Linked DNA regions of Mus musculus: region 2 is linked to region 1. Evidence: chromatin contacts called from public HiChIP or PLAC-seq data. All regions are on one chromosome and are shown on one strand. Each heading gives the region's core, a stretch centred on a gene start, on an enhancer-like site or on the middle of the called end of the contact. The rest is flanking DNA. Distances are from core to core; before and after follow the strand shown.

Region 1 (7,258 bases), core at 2,310-4,809:
AAACTAGCAAAGAGGCAGAGCCAGAAGGAAATGGAATGTGCTGGGGAAAATCCGCACAGCTTCAGCTAGCTCCGACTATCACGTGGGGTGAGGCCGGAGAACTCAGATTCGCTAGGAAGTAAAACACAGGCTTCCCTGTAGCAAGGGCAGGGACAGACCTTGCCAGCGGGACCTCCCTGAGCCCCCGTGCTCCCAAACAAACACAAGCCTAGCGGCTCTGGGAAGCCAGCAAGAAGCTCAGGAGGTCTGAGCAGGCAGCTGGGGTGTCTTTTTTCTTCTCCCCGAGACAGAGTATATAGCCCAGATGATCCTTAAACTCACTACGCAGCCCAGTGGATCGCAAACTCATCCTCTGCGTCAGCCTCCCCAGAACTGGGATCACAGGTGTGCACCACCAGGCTCAGCGGCACTGGGGTTTGCTACTGTGCTGACATTTTTCTTTCCTAAGACAGCTTGATGGTGATGGTGACCATGCTGGCATTTTCTGGGGAAAACCCAGATACGACACGACGTTTCTGTAGTTTTGCATCTTTGGGTTCTCAGCGTAATACCTGCTTCTTAAAATATCTCTGTGTATGTGTGTGTGTGTGTGTGTGTGTGTGTGTATTTTTAATTGAGACAGAGACTTGTTTTATATCCCAGGCTGGTCTTAAAACTACCACCCTCCTATCTCAGCCTCTTCTAAGCTGGGATAATAGATATGTATACACAGCTTCCAAAGCTGAACCATTATTATTATTATTATTATTATTATTATTATTTTGTTTTTTGTTTGTTTGGTTGGTTTGGTTTGATTATTGAGACAAGGTTTCTCTATGTAATTCTGGCTGTCCTGGAACTTACTATGTAGACTAGGTAGGCCCCGAACTCACAGAGATCTACCTGTCACTGCCTCCTGAGTGCCGGGATTAAAGGCATGCTCTACTACCATCTTAGTAAGGTTGTTTCATTTTTAATTATGTGTGTGGGTATGTGCACACAAGGGCAGATGAGGGTGTCAGATCCCCTGGACCTGGAGTCACAGGCGGTTGTGAGCTGGGAACCAAACCCACGGCTTCTGCCAAGACTTGTGTGCACTCTTAACCACTGAGCCATCTCTCCAGCCCTTTGTGGTTTTCTTTTTAAACAAAGCATCTTACACTCTCTTGAGGACCAGGAAGGGAGACTTTATAGCACATTATACATGGACACTCACTAAGATTCTGGGCAAGCTTCTTTTTTCTGGTCTGTTAGCAATTCAACTATCTTTCTTGTTCCTTTCTGGTTGGTTGTTTTTGTTTTTCCTTTCAGAGTCTCATTCTAGCTCAGGCTGGCCTGGAACTTACTTGGTAGCCCAGGCTAACCAAAATCTATTGGTGCCTACATTAGCACTAGGATTACAGGTGTGAGCCACCATACATGGCCTTACAGTTATGTTTTAGTTTCAAAATACTCCTGAGGGCTTTGGCCACTGTGCTATTATCAAGCCCCCTCTTTCCTAGATGACTTTCCTTCTGCTTACTCCTGTGATGGCTATCCATGGTTGCCAACTTGACTACATCTGGAATTCACTAAAAGCCAAAATGACCTGGCACAACTGTGAGGTTTTTTTTTTCTCTCTCTCTCTTAATTAAATCATTTGCCCTCCTGGTCTCCCACGGCTCCCTTGGTAGGTCACAGCAGTGTGTGCAGTGGTGGCCACTCCATGACAGGTTTGTCATGGCACCTGGTACTGCCATGGTGCCCAAGAGGAAGGTTATCTGGGTTGAAGGAGCCAAGGTGGAGCCCAGGAGCCACTCCCTGGCACTGTTGGGGATAGCGGGAGACAATAAATCACCAGAGTAAAACTGTAAACAGAAGGGAAGAGTGAAAAACTCATCTGAAGGAGGAAGACCCACTTCTAATCCCAATCTCTGTAGGAAGATACACCTGGGATCCAGAGCTTTTAAAGTGGAAGATAAACCTTTATAACCTGGGCCACACCTTCTGCAGACAGCCTATATAAAGTCATGGAAGAAGGAAACTTTCTCTCTCTCTCTCTCTCTCTCTCTCTCTCTCTCTCTCTCTCTAGCAAGTCCATTCCTTCACTGGCATTAGAGCCTACTTCTTTAGGATTCCCACATGTATTGAAGACCAGCATCCCCCCCCCCCCAATAAAAGTGCTTTTTAAAGGTAACTATCAGTACCACTGCACAAACAAGAGAAGATTCAATACCAAATACGTAGGAAATACAGGTTTACAGCGCAAAAGGCATCTTCTAGAGAAGGGCAGTTGGCAACTTTATATTAATAGTGGAAACAAAATATTTTAAAAGTATTTAACGGGGCTGGGGAGATGGCTCTGTGGTTAAGAGCACTGACTGCTCTTCTGAAGGTCCTGAGTTCAAGTCCCAGCAACCACATGGTGGCTCACAACCACCCGTAACGAGATCTGACGCCCTCTTCTGGTGCGTCTGAAGACAGCTACAGTGTGCTTAGATATAGTAATAAGTAAATCTTTAGGCCGGCAAGCAGGCAAACTGGAGCGAGTGGGGCCGACCGGAGCGAGCAGAGGTCCTGCATTCAAATTCCCAGCAACCACATGATGGCTCACAACCATCTGTATAGCTATCGTGTACTCATATACATAAAATAAACAAGCAAACAAACAAATACATCTTTACAAAAATATTTATCACACTTTGAACCAATTCTAAGGCTCTACTTGAAAAATTATTGAAAGTTCAGTTTCACTGAAATGACAGCTACAAATGGAAACAAACCCATTAAGGCTTTTGTTCAGTTCAGAACGTACTCTCTCTTAATTGCGAGAAGCGAAGGGACAGCTGCTCTGGGGCCCTGTTCCTCCTAAGACCCAGGAAACAGAACATGTTCTTACAGGGAAGTGTGACTCAGCGGCTCGCATGCCAGTATGAAGTGGCCAGTGGTTCTTTCCAGAGAGTTCTTTTGAGTCGTGGACCGACCCCGAGTGAGAGCTGACATCCATGAAGGATGAGAAGAGACACATGGAGATGGTGTAGGCATGAGCTCTTCCTGCCCTTTTCCCCCCTCTTCTGCTGCCCCAGCCTAATCAAAGCTCGAGGCCTGGAGGCCATCAGGCGGAAGTGTCCTGAGTGGTACGCTTTCAACAATTCCTGGAGTGACCACATAAACGAAGTACTCCCTGGGAGGCCAAATGGGACAGCACCCTTCTCTGTCAGAGGCCCGAGGTAGTATCACAAGACTTAACAGGCATCCGATGGAAAGTGACTTCAAGGAGAGCTGGAACCAGCCACACACTGACATCACCTATAGCAGGAACATTCTGGGTTGGACATGCCCCCCGCCCCCCAACCTCCCAATGTGTCTTTTATCATTGATTTTCTTAAGACTAGCTGTGAGACCCCAGAGGGTCTAGAAAACCCTTCCTATATGTAGATAGAAGACCCTCCAAGTGAGGTTTTCCTGGCCCCACTCCTGGGGGAGGGTGGGTGTTCCAGGAACTGAGACTCACCGGCAGCGGCTGTCACACACAACACACACATAGGTCTGGATCCTGTTTTCCAGGCAGTATTTATTTTGTATTCAGGTTGGGCTCACCCCTGCATTCCACAAGCAAGCACTATCCATGAATCAGAAGTGTGCAAAGGTCACCCCAGGGAAATAGGGTACAGCTCTAACTCTAAAAATCTCTAAACTTTTTTTTTTTTTGGAAACTTCCACAATGCATTTAAGACTCTCTTCCTGGAAGGAAGCCAAGGGAACTTTATAAACCAACGGAGAATCCCAAAGCTAAGAAGACTGTTCTGGTTGATGTCTTCAGGTCGGACCACTTTTAGCATTGGGGAGGACGGTGAGTAATTCTGTAGTCACACTTACATTGGCTTTCCCAAGAAGGATTAACACAAGAGCTAACGAGTGTGACTTGACAGCGGATGCCCCTTCCCACTTATGTCTAGTGACAGCTTTCTTATTTAGGGGAAAGGTAACTGAGACAGGATCTTGCTATGAAGTTCAGGCAGGACTTGAATTCACCATCTCTCTGCCTTAGCCTCCTGGTTGCCGAAATCACAGGCATTAGCACAATACCTGACAAGCAAGCACATTCTCGTAGGATCCATGTGAGGGGCACCAGACAGTCCTGTGTGTCTGGGTTCCTCCCAAATTCTTTACTGTGGGAAAATACAAAGGTGCTCAGGGCTGCAAGCTTATCTCCTCTCCTCTCCTCTCCTCTCCTCTCCTCTCCTCTCCTCTCCTCTCCTCTCCTCTCCTCTCCTCTCCTCTCCTCTCCTCTCCTCTCCTCTCCTCTCCTCTTTCCTCCCCTTCCTTCCTTCCTCCCTCCTTCCTTCCCTCCCTCCCTCCTTTCCTTCCTTCCTTCCTTCCTTCCTTCCTTCCTTCCTTCCTTCCTTCCTTCCTTCCTTCCTTCCTTTGCCTGTTGAGCTCCTTGAGGTGGGGGCCTGCTGGCCTTACCTATCCTGAGGCATGGGCCCTGGGATGGCACTCAAATACTTAGTGAATGAGAGGATTCAGTCGTGTATTGGCAGTCGTGTATTGCAGCCTGTTTAGGTGCAAAGATACGAGGCGGGTTTCTATATGGGCAGGGTGGCAGGGGAAGACTGCTCCAGTGCCTTCCAGAGGCTGCTTTTCCTTGGAAAGAGAAAGGCGGCTACAAGGAATTGCCAATGCAATTTGCCGAGGAGGTGACATAGGCTGGCACTTTCCCAGCTAAGAGTCACTGGACCCTGTGGAGAGTGAGGTGGGCATTTTGACCTCCTTAAATCCTTCCAGCCACAGTCTGAGGCCATTTGGGAGAGAAGCATGCAGAGAGCAGTACCTGCCCCAGCTTCTCCCAACTCAATGTCAATCACTGGCTGGTTGCAAGGTGTCACTTGTTCCTGTCTTGTGGCAACAGTTTTGCTTATACCCCTTGGCCTTCCTCCCCAGACAACTCTCCCACACCAAGCTCAGGCCCATTAGACCCAAAACCACAGAATATCTGCCAGGTGTTCCCTGGTAGCCCCCGAGGTTTCCAGATAGCTCCATCAATACATTTATTTCTTGGGGACAGCCTATCCCCAGAGTTCAAGTTCCACTGCCCCCATATAACCTCCTCATTTCCTCTTGGAGCAGGAAGTCAGTTCCTTGTGATAATGGCACCTCAACTCCTTGCTTCTATCTTCAGAGGCTGGATAGGTGACAGTATCAAGAAGAGTAGTCAGGGTGTGGCTTGTGGCTCAGACCCCTTCTGTTCATAGACCATGTCTGAGCAGGAGTAGTCTTTGCTTCCATAAACTGAGACGTGCTTGCATGAATTTCCCCCTCAGACTAGAGCCACCAAGAACGGCACAGTGCACAAGTTATTTTCCTCATTGCTTACTAAGACAGCAGACAAAAGCCAGGCTTACTTTGGCCCCTGGCTTGAGGACGCAGTATCTCACGGGAGAAAGGCCATGGTGGCAGAAGTGGGAGGGAGCTGCTTACACGGATGCATAGTCAGGGAGCAGAGAGAGATGGATGCTTTTCTTTAACTTTCTTTCCCCTTTGTATTCAGTGACTCCCACATTCAGGGTAGGTGTTCTCTGATTAGTTAAACCTTGCTGGGAACACCTTCCCCGCCAGAGGTGTGTTTCCATAGTGATTCAAAATCCCATCAAGTTGATAAAGAAGATTAAGCATCACTTTCAGATAAAAATATGAGAAACCTTTTGCTACAAGCATTGGCACAGAAGGCAGGCAGGCCAGCAGTAAGGGAATACTAATCGAGGTTCAATGTAAAGCAATCAGGAGATACTAATCAATGCTCGACGTCACGTGATCTCGGGCTCCGGGAGAATGGTGGGGATGGGCAGACTGTAGAGAATGTCTGTGATGAAGGGGCAGCTCTGACATAGATCCAGGCCATGGGAGATGAGGGCCTATTTCATCAAACTTAATGCTTTCTAAGAAGATCCAGAAAACGAGATTTTTATATGAAATTTCTAAAAAAATTTTTTTTCTCTCCCTCACTTCTTGTGGATGCTTGGGAAACGTTCTACTGACTTCCAACCCCAGCCCGGGGATGTGCATTTTTAACAAATTCTGTGGTTCAAACTGACATGCATGAATATAAATACAGTCCTCAGTGTGACTGTTGGAAAACTCCTGGTGAGCTGCTAAGTGTGGGTGCCTCACTCATTGAGAAGGAGGGGCAGGGACAGCCATGAACAGGGAGTTTGTTCTTTCCCAAATTCCCAGAACAAAGAATCTAGATGGGGAGGCTGGGCTGTACCCACAGGAAACAGGTATTCAGGGAACCCTGTACCAAGGCCATGGGTGGGTTGGGTAATAAATACACTGGCTCTTGAGGAACTCGGGTCTTAAGGTACATGAAGGGAGAGCCCAGGCCTCCTCTCCTCCTCCTCATGCAAGATGACAAGGATCAGCGTCAAGAGGAGGCAGAAGGTAGGGGCTTGGCATGTTGGTGGATGCTCCTTTATATTGGGCTCCTCCCTTCCTTTTTCTCTGGGAAGAAGCCACAGTCCTCACACCAAGAATGTCACCTTCAGAGTGTCACTTCACAGGACAGTACACCCTTCCATATTCGTAATCCTTCCAACCCCCAGCACTTCAGAACTGGACCTTATTTGGAAATACAGATGAGGGGATTAGGATATGTTCTGATGTAACATATTCTTATATAGCGGGGAAACTTTGATGTAGATGAGTACTACGAAGATGAAGGCACAGACAAGGAAGATGCATCAAGAAAGCCAGGGGGGAAAATCATCCTAATAGAGGTCTACCAGAAGCTGGGGTGCTGCCTGGACCACAGCTTCTCATAGCCCTCAGAAGGAACCTACGAGTTGTGGATACCTTTAAATGTTTTGTTTGTTTGTTTTCAAGACAGGGTTTCTCTGTATAGCCCTGGCTGTCCTGAAACTCACTCTGTAGACCAAGCTGGCCTTGAACTCAGAAATCCTTCTGCCTCTGCCATACCTTTAATTGTTAACTCGCTGTAGCCTAGAGTCATCTGAGAGAAAAGCCTGGATTGAGAATTGCCTAAATCACAATGGCCTGTGGGCATGTCTTTGTAGGACTGTTAATTGTTAATTAGTATAGGAGGACCCAGCCATAGTGGGCGGTATCATTCCCTAGGTAGGTAATCTTGGGATGTATAAAAACAGTTAACTAAATATAAGCAAGCAAACCAGCAAGCAGCATTTCTCCATGGGTTCTGCTTCACATTCCTATTTGAGCTCCTGCTCTGACTTCCCTCAATAGTAGATTGCAACCTGTAAAATGAAATTAGCCCTTTCCTCCC
Region 2 (7,258 bases), core at 2,236-4,735, 150 kb after region 1:
GAAAGTGAGACACGATGTTTTATTATGAACCTATGTGTGACGCATTATGAGCTATTAAGAGATAAAGTTGAGTAATGAGCTCTGGGGCCAAAGACTGTACAAATCCCAGTGCCACCAGCCACATGCAGGAGGCCTTAGACAACTCTCTCAAGATCAGCCAAGCAGGGACCAGCTTCCTGTTTTGGTGGAAAAAGGTAATGCCTACTTTTTTCTTTGGGGGTCGGGGGAGGGTTCGAGACAGGGTTTTTCTGTATAGCCCTGGCTGTCCTGGAACTCACTTTGTAGACCAGGCTGGCCTTGAACTCAGAAATCCACCTGCCTCTGCCTCCCGGGTGCTGGGATTAAAGGCCACCAGGCCCAGCTAGGGTAATACCTACTTAGCCTGCATGGCTCTTTCAAGTAGAAAAAGAACACATAGATAGACTGCCTAGCATGAAGCCTGACACAATACAGAAAAATGATAAAAACACAGGGATGTAGCTCAGTTAGTATTGTACTTGGATAGCATGCATGAAGCCCTGAGGCCTGCTTAAAACTCTGTGTGGTGGTGCACACCTATGACCTCAGCACTGAGCAGGTAAAGGCAAGAGGATCAAAAGCTCAAGATCTCCTCAGCTAACACTATGCTCAGTGTGCCTGGAACGCATGAAATCCTGCTTCAAAAGAGCCCTAGCGGGGCTGGTGAGATGGCTCAGTGGGTAAGAGCACCCGACTGCTCTTCTGAAGGTCCGAAGTTCAAATCCCAGCAACCACATGGTGGCTCACAACCACCCGTAATGAGATCTGATGCCCTCTTCTGGTGTATCTGAAGACAACTACAGTGTACTTACATATAATAAATAAATAAATCTTTAAAAAAAAAAAAAAAAAAGAGTCCTAGCCTGTGCCTCTAACCCCTGGTCTCAGGAGACAGAGGCAGGAGGATCTCTCTGAGTCGGAGGCCTGCCTAGTCTACATAATAAGTTCCAGGACAGCCAGAGTTACATATGATACCCTGTCTCAAAAGAAAAAAAAAAAAAAAGGTGTGGGGGGGAGATACTGGAGGAAGAGACTGCTTCTTCCTCTTCCAGAGCACACAGGTTAGATTTCTAGCATCCACATGGAGGCTCACAATTGCCTGTAACTCTAGTTCCAGGAGATTCTGTGCCTCCATCTGGCCTCAGCAGACACTAGACATGAACGATTCCCATATAAACAGGCAAAACAACCATACACCTAAAATTTTACATGGGTACCTTCAAGATGGCTCATAGTATAAAGATTCTAGCTAGATACAGCTGTTGACATAAGCTTAAGTTCCACAGTAAAAGAGTATAGATTCCCAAGTGTTGTCCTCTGATATATCATACACTCACTATAATAATGTTTTGTTTGAATTTAAAGAAAGGAAAAATGATTAAAATAGCCAGTCAGTAAAAACTCTTTTTTAATTTTTAAATTAGTTTTTTTAATTAATTTTGTGTGTATATGAGTGTGGGCAGACATGCCACACAATATGTGTAGAGATCAAAGAATAACTTGTGGGAGCCGGTTTGGTCCTTCAGCCATGTGGGTCCTGGGGACAGAACTCAAGTGGTCGGAGGCTGGCAAGAGCCAATACCTGAAACATTTCAAGCACTCAATGCTAATGTTTTTTAAAAGATATTGTTTTTATTTTTTATTGTTCACTTATTGACTGTGTGTACGAGTGCCACGGGATGTGGATGTAAAAGATCCTGACAGAATGTAAAAGGTCACAGAAGCCCTGAAATTGGCAAAATAGATTTCATTGTTAGCAGAATTAGCTTCACTGATTTAGAAAAATAGAGGTACACAATGCTCTGGCCACTCCTTGAAGCCGTTTGTCTGCCAATGTTTTGGCCATTCCTTGAACCCATGTGTGTGCCCACTGATGAAGCCCATTGCCAGGTGTTTGTGATATTGGTTGCTGAGAAAGAGTCAGAAAATCTCCCCAGCAACCACAGCCGGGCCAATCCAGAGTTGCTACACCTGCACCAGACTCTTTCCTTGTACCCCTCCCATACCCATTTCTTGAGAATAGACATTGTTTAGATCTGGAAATCCCCTTCTCCCTCCCTCTCCTTTCCCCCTGAAGGCCTATAAAAACTGGGCCCCTTTTCCCCTCGTGGTCGACTCCTCTACCCCTGCGTGGGATATGAGTCGTCTCCAGAGCTCTGGCTTTCCCCAAATAAAGCCTTGTGTGGTTTGCATCAAGCTTGGTCTCTCCTGAGTTCTTGGGTGTCCACTATTGTCCCGAGGCCTGAGTGAGGGGCTCCTCTCGGAGTCTTTCAGATGGAGGAAGGAGACCATTGTATGGCAGCTGGTTCTTCCTGACATGTGAGTCCTGGAACTCAGGCTGGCAAGCCTGGCAGCAGTGCCTTTGCCAGCCACCTTGCAGGCCTCCAATGTTAACAATTTTTAAAGCTTGCCATGTGCCACACTTCTTAAACATGTGGCCTCATAAAATTCTCATGCCAGTCCTGTAAGTATAATAACCTCCCTTCTACAGGTAAGAAAACTAGGCATAGCCGAGCAGTAGTGGCGCTTGCCTTTAATCTGGGAGGCAGCGGCAGAAAAAGGCAGATTTCTGAGTTCGAGGCCAGCCTGATCTACAGAATGAGTTCCAGGCCAGCCAGGGCTACACTGAGAAACCCTGTCTCGAAAAACCAAAAAGAAAGAAGAAAAAGAAAAAAGAAAAAAAGAAAAGAAAACCGAGGCGTGGAGAGTGATGTGAGGGATGGGCTCACAGGTGTCCAATCTAAGCAATACATGTATCTTGTCAACGACAGAGTATTTCCCACATTAGCAACCACTTAGGCTGAAACAGATGCTCCGCAAAACAGTATTTCACAAATTCACCCCCAAAATGGTCCAAGGTGAGACTTGGTCCAAGTAACTGAGGCTCAGAGAAGTTCTGCAACTTTCCCGAAGTCACCAAGTGCAGTCGACTACCTCAGGGAGTGGACACCTCCCCCAGTTCACTACCTTGAACAAGGTCAGAATCCCTTTAGCATTTACAATCACTATCTTGGCGTCCCAAGACCATAAGCCTGTTTGGAACCCTAAAGGCCATACACGCCTTTGCCCTAACTGTCCTGACCAGTAATCAAAGCTTCCTTAGCTATCCTGACTGACAGCTCCAGATGAGCACCGCGTCCATCTTCCCACCCTGAGCAAAGGGATGGATGAAAAGGCGGGGGTGCAGGGGTGCGGGGATGGGGGGGGGGGCGGGTGAGGGTGTAAACCACGGAAAGCGCATGCTCAGATGGCTCCATTCCCAGATGGCTCCATTCACGCACAGCTCACCTGAGAGTCTCGAAACTCCACCACCACGTTCTCGCTGCTCCAGCGCGCCGCCATCTCACTAGCCCGATCGTGGGGTGCCAGCAGGCGACCCTCCACCCCCAACCCCACCCCCAAGTCCGAGACTCCCCGCGTGAGTAAGCCCCACACAGCCTGCTAATAAATCCGGCCACGCCCAGTTTCTCCCTTTCACTTGACCACAACTGATTGGCTACCCCAATGATAGACCCCGCCTCTTCTGCTTTCTCCCCCAACCACGGACCAGGTCTGCCCCAAAACAGGAACGCCCCTTCATTTCGTCATCAGTACGAGTCACCTGGGCACCCCGCGGCTGCCGACACGCCCCCTGCCGTGAGCTCTGCTGGGAATTGTAGTCAAATGTCAGCACAGCGTCAGTTACCCAGGAAGAGCCTGAGTTCAGAGAGTAGATGGCAGTTGTCCTGTATTTTTGCTGGTATTTGGTTGGTATCCCCGTATTCTCCTACACATAGCCTATAAACAAAACCTACATCCCTACCAAGGGAAAAAACCTCTTCTGATTCCTGCCATCAAGGCTTTGAAAAATCTGAGTGCACAATTTTTTGTTTCATGCTGTACAGCCGTGCCTCTGAAGTAGTTCCTGAGGTTCTCCACGAACAACACTTTGGGGGTGGAGGAGAAAACAAGTCCCTAAAGGTAAAAACAATTTTATAATCTTACTAACATCACTGTGCGGTATAGTTCTCCCGAGGATGTGTAGTACAGAGGGAATTTACTCTGAGAGGAAGTTTAAACTGAATATTAAACGACATGACTTTTTTCCTTCTTTTTTTCTTTTCTTTTTTTGTTTGTTTTTTTGTTTGGTTGGTTGGTTGGGTTTTTTTTTGTTTGTTTTTTTTTTGAGACAGGGTTTCTCTGTGTAGCTCTGGCTGTCCTGGAACTCACTCTGTAGACCAGGCTGGCCTCGAACTCAGAAATCTGCCTGCCTCTGCATCCCAAATGCTGAAATTAAAGGCGTGCACCACCACTTGCCCGGCTGACCCTCTTTTTGATAACATCATTTTGGTTTTGAAAAGTGTTATTTTTTTTCACTGAAGATGTGTAATTAATGTTAATGGTAGTTGCCATTTAACCATAATGGTTTTTTTTCCCTATTCATGGTTTTAATTTCTAACACTAGCAATATCTTTATCCACACAGTTTTTGGAGTCTTAGACAATTTTTGAGGATGAAATAAAAATTAATCAGGAAGTTTAGCATAGTAGATACTAGTTGGCTCCTCTTCAACCCTATCCTTTGAAGTCCTGGGTTAACTGGCTTAGCATCTCTTTGTCTACAGAAGGGGGTATATCATACTTAGCTGTTGAGAGGAGCCAAGCACTAGGCCTGACATGTTGTAAAGGCTCAAGTATAAACTGTCACCAGCATTCCTCTCTGAAGATCGTTGCATGAATGGAGAGGAGGTGTAGACTCCTTTCCCCCAGCAGACGCTGGTTATAAAGGTCAGACAAACTTGTCTGTAGGCTAGGGTGACTATCATTTCACTGTCGTCTGCCTGGAACAGTCTAGGTTTTACCACTATAACCAGCAAAAAAAAAAACTTGCATCCCAGAGAACCCTTCAGTACCAGAAAAAAGAACAGTTGGTCCCTCCATGGTAGATAAATGTTTGGCAGAATGAACTGCATATTATTATAGAGTTGCGAGCAATGTGTGAAGATGGCATAACCTAAATTGAAGACCTGAAGTGGCACCTTGAAGGTGACATTTGAGTGTTTCAGTATATTAAGATTTTGAAGGGTATACTATGAAAAGGAAAAGAGTGTGAGCTTCATTAAGAGTGTGAACAAGGGTCTGGAGAGGTGGCTCAGCAGTTAAGAGCACTGATTGTGGGCTGGTGAGATGGCTCAGTGGGTAAGAGCACCCGACTGCTCTTCCGAAGGTCCGAAGTTCAAATCCCAGCAACCACATGGTGGCTCACAACCACCCGTAATGAGATCTGATGCCCTCTTCTGGTGTATCTGAAGACAGCTACAGTGTACTTACATATAATAAATAAATAAATCTTTAAAAAAAAAAAAAAAAAAAAAAAAGCACTGATTGTTCTTCCAGAGGTCCTGAGTTCAATTCCCAGCAACCACATGGTGGCTCACAACCATCTGTAATGGGATCTGATGCCCTCTTCTGGTGTGTCTGAAGAGAGCATCAGTGTATTCACACACACACACACACACACACACACACACACGCACACACACATATATACATATTTTTTCATATATGTGTGTGTGCGTGTGTGTGTATATATATACATATACATATGTATATATATATATATATATATATATATATATATATATATATAGAGAGAGAGAGAGAGAGAGAGAGAGAGAGAGAGAGAGGACAAAGTGCACGGTGGTGGGGGCAAACGCCTGTAATCCCAGCACTGGGGAGGCAGAAGCAGGTAGATCTTTATGTTCAGGGCCAGCCTGGTCTACAGAGTGAGTTCCAAGACAGCCAGAACTATACTGAACCACCCACCCACCCACAAGAGTGTGAACAGAGATCTTGAAGTGTGAAGAGTGAGTTATGTCCCCATTGAATTCTTTCTGCAGCACTATGCTGCTGTTTAATTCAATAATTATTTACTTAATTTAATATCTCCAAGCCTCAGACAGGCCCCTGGTCTGTTTTGTTGGAATCTGCTTGGCCCAGCATATGCAGGCTACTCCGTGAACATCTGCCCTGAATGGATGCAACCTGCAGTGCTCATGATCCACAGACCTTTCTAAGTCAGAGGGGTACCTTCTGTGCAACCAAAAGTAACGTAAGACTATTCAAATGCTTTGTGTCTGAGTCTTTTTAAAAAGATTTTAAGTGTGTGTGTGTGTGTGTGTGTGTGTGTGTGTGTGTAGGAGGGAGGGGAGGGGGGAGGGGGGACCTGGGGGTGGGGGATGTGCAAATGAGTGCAGTTGCCTGAGAAGACCAGAAGAAGATACCAAAGAACTGGAGTTACAGGTACTTGGTGATTTATTTGGTATGAATGCTGGGAATTAAACTCAGGTCCTTGGAATTGAACTCAGGTCCTCTGCAAGAGCGGTCTACTGATGAGCCATCTCTCCATCCCTATGTAATTCTGTACATCTAGGAGAAAACAGAATTGTCAGTCATTTTCCTGAATGCTTTCTCTCCTATCCACCTGTCAGGGTTTTTTTCTCACAAACTGAAACTCTTTAAAAGAACAGTAACAACCAGCTAGTGGTAGTGCATGCCTTTAATCCCAGTACTAGGGAAACAGAGGCAGGCAGATCTCTGAGTTTGAGGCTAGCCCGGGCTACAGAGCGAAGTTCCAAGACAGCCTGGGCTTCACAAAGAAACCCTGTCTTGAAAAAACAAAACAAACAAAACTATTACAGGCCTAGAGGGAAGTGGCTTACTGAATGAGAGTATTTGCTTTGAAATCCCGAGAAGCAGAACCGCAGGACTTGTGTAACAAATCTAGGCTCCAGTGTGGACCTGAAACTGCAGATCTAGCTTGGTGGAGATGGGACAGGGACAAGAGGATCACTGGAGTTTGCTGGTATTCATTCTAACTGAGGAAACATGAGCCCAAGGGTCAGAGAATGAGAGTGAGAGCAAGAGAGGAGAAAGAGCAAGAGAGAGGGAGAGAGAGAGAGAGAGAGAGAGAGAGAGAGAGAGAGAGACCTCAAAACAATAAGCAGAGGAAACCTGATGCCTTCTTCTGGTCTTCCCATGCACAGAAGCAATTGCACATGAATGAGCAGAAACACACATAGTGGGGGCTGGTGAGATGGCTCAGTGGGTAAGAGCACCCGACTGCTCTTCTGAAGGTCCGGAGTTCAAATCCCAGCAACCACATGGTGGCTCACAACCATCTGTAACAAGATCTGACTCCCTCTTCTGGACAGCTACAGTGTACTTACATATAATAAATAAATAAATCTTTAAAAACACAC

What was found. HiChIP or PLAC-seq counts read pairs in DNA pulled down with a chosen protein or histone mark.
Region 2: a contact with region 1 is called in a FOXA1 HiChIP or PLAC-seq map of pancreatic cancer cells. The contact joins the promoter of Wdr59 here to the enhancer-like site in region 1. A contact is called at or near these places in 4 of 39 promoter capture datasets (the 3T3-L1 cell line, cranial neural crest and pre-B cells), 2 of 115 datasets of contacts at active chromatin or transcription factors (embryonic stem cells and pancreatic cancer cells) and 2 of 9 other capture datasets (adipose tissue and pancreatic islet).

The regions. Positions count from the first base shown.
Region 1 is chr8:111,367,037-111,374,294 of GRCm38.p6, forward strand. All of the region lies in intron 1 of Fa2h (fatty acid 2-hydroxylase), which reads right to left. Among named protein-coding and RNA genes, the nearest start is that of Fa2h, 23 kb to the right of the region's middle. Within about 2 kb of position 3,560, at least 16 of the 459 cell types and tissues checked have an H3K27ac peak or open chromatin away from gene starts, as enhancers often do. A contact at or near this core is called in pancreatic cancer cells, where this site is marked.
Region 2 is chr8:111,518,622-111,525,879 of GRCm38.p6, forward strand. It overlaps Wdr59 (WD repeat domain 59), which reads right to left and starts at 3,486. Exons shown (of 26, transcript NM_001170742.1): 1 at 3,307-3,486. The coding sequence starts at 3,360.